2 separate regions of the Larimichthys crocea genome follow, and region 2 is linked to region 1. The links are chromatin contacts, called in public Hi-C maps. All regions are on one chromosome and are shown on one strand. The core of a region is the stretch at or near the end of the contact, and the rest is flanking DNA. Distances in the headings are between cores, read along the strand shown. Region 1 holds the start of gdf3 (growth differentiation factor 3). Region 2 holds the start of creb1b (cAMP responsive element binding protein 1b).

The links. A called contact is a pair of places that touch in the nucleus more often than the background predicts.
Region 2: a contact with region 1 is called in a Hi-C map of muscle, with 10 times the contacts expected there. The contact joins the promoter of creb1b here to the promoter of gdf3 in region 1. A contact is called at or near these places in 5 of 7 Hi-C or Micro-C datasets (all in muscle).

What each region holds. Positions count from the first base shown.
Region 1 is chrI:23,961,602-23,965,016 of L_crocea_2.0, reverse strand. It overlaps gdf3 (growth differentiation factor 3), which reads right to left and starts at 1,811. Exons shown (of 2, transcript XM_019263909.2): 1 at 1,457-1,811; 2 at 1-235. The coding sequence starts at 1,751. trappc10 (trafficking protein particle complex subunit 10) reads right to left here. Exons shown (of 23, transcript XM_019263917.2): 23 at 2,689-3,415.
Region 2 is chrI:24,205,045-24,208,131 of L_crocea_2.0, reverse strand. It overlaps creb1b (cAMP responsive element binding protein 1b), which reads right to left and starts at 1,667. Exons shown (of 7, transcript XM_027284642.1): 1 at 1,325-1,667.

The DNA of each region.
Region 1 (3,415 bases), core at 562-3,061:
CGGTTGGCCTGAGGATTGGCTCCCCTCAGCGTGGCTCGAATCACTTTATACAGCGACACGCTGAGGGCCCGGGGCCCCTGCAGGAGTTCTGCAGGTCTGAAGGGCTTCCAGTGGAACTTGATTTCCAGCTGAGCCAGAGACAGCAGCTCCACAGGCTGTAGGACCGACATGTTGAAGAAGAGCTGCTTCTCCAGACAAGTCTGACAGCTGCTGCTCCAGCCAGACACCAGCCGGCCTGCAAAACACCAGCATTTTAACAAGGACATGACAGTTTCTCAAGGGTTCATGAGGAGTTTTATGTAAGAGGAGATCAGCTGCATGATTACTATTGCACTTTTTATTTTACTGAAGTGCGTCTACTTGAGGATTTAGTGCAAACACAGCAGAATAACAAGCCTTTCACGGCGTCGTCAGAAGCTTTTCTTGATAAAAATGTGCTTTGATTGCTGTGTCAGGTCGCTCAATAACACTTGGACTAGTAAATAACAGTGTAGACTCTCTCTATCTCACACCTGTGTGCATAGCTTTGACATTATTAGACTTTTTCTGGCTGAACCTGCTTTCTTTTATGAACACGGATGAGCTGAGCTTTGCAGCACAGAACCACAACACTCAAGGAATTTTTTGGGGGGGGCTCCTTTAGAACATTTCACACTTAAACTAAATTAATTAAATTTGCAACATTATTGTCCAAACATACAGAATTGTTAGTGCTGTGCACAAAGACCTACCTGAGAATCATGAAGTTGATCTAAAAATCTATTATTTATCACTTTCTTTAAGCTCAGTCGATCTTACTTACTTCAAAACTGTCTCCTCTCACCATGGAGAAAGGGATCTAGCGGCTTTCAGCATTTTTCTAAGCTCTGATATTCTGTTAGTTAACTCTGTAGTTATTTCAAACAACCAAGAAGATGCAATCTTTATCTCCAGGCTACGATTTGAATGAACTGGTTTATCTTTGAGTCTGAGCCCCTTTATGCTCTTGGATCTTGTGATGGGCTAGACTTTCTGAACTTTAATAATCTAGAAAATGACAACGCTCTGACTTGTTTGTTGCAGCTCCAATTCTCCAAGTCTTTAAGCAAAATGATCAGATTTGATCTAGAAACGAGGGTCACAGTCACTATCATAGCATCTCATTGTAATTAGGTCATATTGTTATTGTGATTACAGCACAGAATTTATGATGTTTATGTTTAAAATGTCAATTCTTTCAGCTGTTGGCCATTAATTATACTTTTACCAAAACTAACTCATGTTTGGTGTCCTGGACATGCTCCAGATGTTTAGGTATGTCTCTGATATTATCTAAATGAATTATTGATTATTTAAAGATGAAATATGCAGATTTTAAGCACTGAGAATCTGAAAAGGAAATATTATATATAAATAAATAAAAAAAATTATTTATTTATTTATTTATATTTTACATGAATATGAAAACACTGCCCACCTTGGTCCTGCACGTATCGGATGATGTTCCCGCGAACTCCGTACTCGGACACCGTGCAGGGGTCGCTCTCCTGGGCCTGCATGTTCTCTGACCTCCGGAACATCCTCCAGAGCGCGGAGGGGACGCGGCGCCGGGGCTGGTGGCTGGGACGCGGCGGCCCGGAGAGCCCCAGAGAGCTGAGGAAGAGCCGCTCCTGAGTCTTCATCTCGTCCACATGTGAGAGGGCACACACTCCGAGGAAACACACCGCTAACACCGCCAGGAGAGTCCCGTGTGGCCTCCTCATGCTCCTCATGTTTGGTTGCTCCCACAGAGCAGAGGCGTTTGTTTTAACCTGTAAGACCTCCCGCTGTGCAGGTGCTTCATTATGTTAATGAGGAGCAAGCAGACAGACAGATAAGGTGAGAGGGGCGGGGAGACAGAGAGACGGGTCTCAGATCAGCTCCACAGAAATCATTAAACAAATGAATCAAAGACCCCAAACACAAAAAGTTCTGCGGTGATCCAGTTCTAACACTGTGGAACACCATTAAAGTTGTTGGTGCTCAAAACAACAAATATTACTATTAAAAATATAAAATATAAATGCTTTTGACATCTAGATGAATTATTTTGAACTTTGAGTTACTCTTTGTCTCACCTCTCTGACCCATCCAAATACAGAAATTAGAAACTGAAACCACTTTGTGAAGAATAAAAAAAGAAAATAAGACTGTCTCCCTCTGTAGCTATCAAATCAATAAATAAAATAATTAGTCTTTCACGTCTGCCATCCGCAACCAAACTACAGTGTAGCTGGAAATAACAAAGAAGACAGCAGCTTGTGACGGACGCTTGACTTCAACCAAAGATCCTGTTCAGAGGATGTCAGAGGCAGTAAGAAAAAGCAAAAAAATAGATGTCATATCATTTATCTTGGAACCCCTCAGAGGGCCTGACCCTCATCTGCTGGGAGAAACACATTTTAGTATCTCAGCTCAGTCTCTGCAGAGTTGATCAGAGTTGTCTTCATAACAACTAAAAGAGTTAGTTTTTAAGCCTGAATCCTTCTCATACCACACAACACTAACACTGCACATGGAAAGTTTATAGTTTAGCTGAACGTGAACTTGAAGCTCCAGACATGACACACCTTTGGGACGAACTGGAGGTCTGACAGAGCCAGATCAGTCTTAGAAAGCTCTTGTTGAATGATCAGATGTGTGAGGAGACATCCAAACAGCACACAGGAAGTCAGTTCCAATGATTTTTTAATATAGTTGGCAATCAAAGATGATTTTGATTTGACTCAGTATTTACAGATCAGTATGTACAGTGGTCAAAGAGGAGCAGGAGGCTGTAGTTACACTGTGTGTGTGTGCGCCGGGGGAGGGAGGAAGGAGAGCAGAAGAACATTCATCCTTTCAAATAAACGAATGAAGAAATATTTCATTCATCTATTCAACACCTGTCGGTATGTGTGCATAGCTCGGACACGGATTTTGGCGACGCACACACACCCCAATCAAACACACACACACACACACTCAGACAGAATAAATATACACACACTGTATATGAACAATCCACTGATAGGTAAGACAATAGATAGACAATAATGTGCACTGGTTGATCCTTGTTTAAAAGTCTCACCTGATCTCACACACTCACACACTCTCTCACACACACACACACTCACACATACACAGAACTACAGATACACACCGCTACTCTGAGCCTCTCACGTCTTTAATGCTTTTAGATTTGAAGATTTTGTGCTGATGTTTGCGTCCGAGTCAGACACACAAGTCGCTGTTTTAGTTTCACAAGAGTCACCACATGTACTCAGAATCAAACTTGTTTCTGTCCCAATGGAGCAAAAACTGTTTTTAGATCTTCCAGTTCCAAATAAAACCTGACAACAGGATATCGATTGTGAATTTTGGAGAATTATCAGAAAAACAAACAATCAAATCAGTG
Region 2 (3,087 bases), core at 418-2,917, 240 kb before region 1:
TGAAAATCTGATTTTTTCATAGCTATGTTATATATAAATATTTATGACAACCTTATTATGAATATTATATTCCATTTGTGTAAATACAACCCCTAAATCTGACACTAAACCTTTGATTAAATGAAAACAAATAGCAGTGATGACACCCTGCTGCTTAATTATCTCATTTAAGTAATAGTAATAAAACCACTGTTAGCAAACGAGCTCATGATTAGAACTGTGAGACTAAGCTGGGTGATTAATTAATTAAAAAGGAGGCTTCATTTATCTTAACACCTTTAATCAACTAATTAAAAGAAATTAAAATAAGAAATCTTTGTTGGTTTTAATGGCGTGAAATGTTTGAACTGTAATGAAGATGGATGACCTCTGGGGTTCCACGCAGTCTAATTAAAAACACTAGAAACTAATGAAGCTGCTGCATGTCGGTGCGGCTGCTCCACCTGCCTGCTACATCCTCCTCCTCCTCAGTATCTCCCGACTCTGGTTCAGAGTGCGGGGCCGGGCACTGAGCGCTGATCTGGGACCTGTTGTTCACTGTGATCTCACACTGTGCGTAGCGTCTCTCCGCCGCATGATTGGCTTTACACATTTCTCCCTCTGCTTTTCAAACATCACTTGGAAGCTCGCTGTGTGACAGCACAGCCACATGGCGGGAAACGCCCCCCTCTTCTTTAACACACACACACCTCACATCCCAGCAGACCACAACCAGCTAACACATCGGTCTGACCGCAGAAATAACACGCGGTGTTCAGTCTCCAGGCCTCACTTCATGTTTTCAACCGAGCACGGCGGCCTGTAACGGCGGACACCGTCCGGACCGATGAATGACAGACAGCACCGAGACGGTTATCGATAAAGCGGGGTCATGAGAGGGCGTGTACACTCATGAATAATCGATATGAGAGCGGAAATATCCAAATTAAGTCGAGTGAGCGACAGAAATAAATGAACATATAGCGGCTAATGGTCCCACTGCGCCGTTAAGGGTAGAAACGGCGCAAACGTGTGCGGGGTTAGCTCTGTCCACCACCGCAGCATTTGACAGCTGAGCGCGCGAACGGCGCTAAAGTGCTGTGACACTTTGTGACGTGTTAACACACACCGTGTCGTCCCCCGGTCCACACACACTCACACACACACCAGCACCGTGCTTGTCCCAGTCAGCCGCAGCCTCCCCTCCCCTCCCACCGTCCGTCCTCATACAAACACACCGCGGCGCCATGATCTCTTTGTTTCCTCCGGGCCGAACCCGACCACACCGACACTTTCTACAGCCGCGTCCTGTCTCTCAGAGCCCCGGACACCGCTCCGTCCTTACCGGTACAGACTCCCTTCGTCACTCCCGGGCCTCCGGAGCTCCACTTTTATTCTGGCCGACACGTAAGAGCCCGCGTCAGGCTACACCTCCGCCGCGTCACCGGGAACAACAACACGGAGATTGGAGAAGGACGAGAGAGCAGATGGCGACGCTGGCCGAAAATTACCGACGTGCGGACGGAGAAGAGCGGAAAATACCGAGGAGGAGCGGATCCTCACGACACTGTCTTTGGCGCCTAAATCATTTGGCAACGTTTTACAATAAGCACTTTAATAATTCGCCTATAATAACAACATGAATCTGTTCCTTAACAACTACACACAGATAAATCACACATCTTTTTAATTTTTAGTGGAGTTTAGTTTTGAGTGGAGTTTGGCCTTAGAACACCAGAAATAGTCCATTATATGCAGTTGTTTATATTATTTTGTGTTATAAAATCCATATTTATTTCAGTTCATAAAGGATTAAAATATAATAAATAACTTTGTTAACACAAATATTCTCTAATGCATTAAAATGTACTACTTTAAAAATGTTAATTCAAATATTTAAAGCCTTTTTGTAAGGTTATGTTTGTTTAATACAGAGAGTAATTGGTCACATGACCAGAGTTTAGTTGAGTGGTAATTGTGGCATTGTGAGCGGGAGAGAGCATGGATGTAGAGAGAAGACCTGCTGCCCCATTGTAACGTTGATTCTGCATGTGGTCCAAGCAAGCAATAACCTTAGTAGCAGTAAAGTGAAGCCAAAGCAAAAGTGCCAAAAACTGCAGGACTGGCTGCAGAATGAGTCAGTGTCCATAAGTCCCCATGTTCAAATGTCCAGCTTCAGAGCAGAAATAAACATGTTTACAGCCTGGTACAAAAAACAGTTTTGGTCTCTATAGATAATTTCCCTGTTCATGACAACTGTACTGAGGGTGAATTTATATACAACTCACCTGTTCAAATGATATTAAGGCTTAAAGTTACGTGAATTAACAGTATGGCTGCTTTGATTGACAGGTAGGTGCCATTACAGGTGGCTTGATTGCACAACTAGTCATCATTCAGCCCGCCTCAGGTCTGCTGATGATCCATGTCTTTGCCCATTTTTAGATTAGCTTATTATTATTATTATTATTATTATTATTAGATTAGATTCTGAGCTTCAAAACAGCACTTTGGAAACCTACGGGTGACGTCACGCATACTCTGTTCATCCTTTATACTGTTATTGGGTCCAAGAGGCGCACACAGTAGTTGTATTTTAGTTGTGTATATTGTGTATGATGTAAAGGCTTATGTGTTGTAATATGTACAATGTAATACGTTTCAGTAATTTTATTTGATATCACTTTTCTGTCTGCCGACACTTGCTGGGGAGCTGTATATATGAAAATGTTTATATTTCTTTAAAGTTTTCATGGTGTCTGATAACCAGACAGACAGAGAGAGAGAGAAATAAAATATTAAGACATCTGTATGCTTCATGGCCATTATTTCATTAGACCAGTGTAGTTACAGCTTACAGGTTCTTCTTATAAAGGCTGGAGATGTTTGAGAGAATGAAGAACTTGCTCTTGATCTGTAGATTACAAGATAAATCATTTATCTGCAGGTGTATGCTTTGTATATTACAGCTTACACCTTTAAGATCCAGAACCTTCTTGCTGTCTGCAAATTACTGCGACACCATCTGGCTTGTGTACATCACTGTGACATGAACTAAGTGAACATGCTCTACACACACACACATCTTGCAACCGCATTCTTACACAT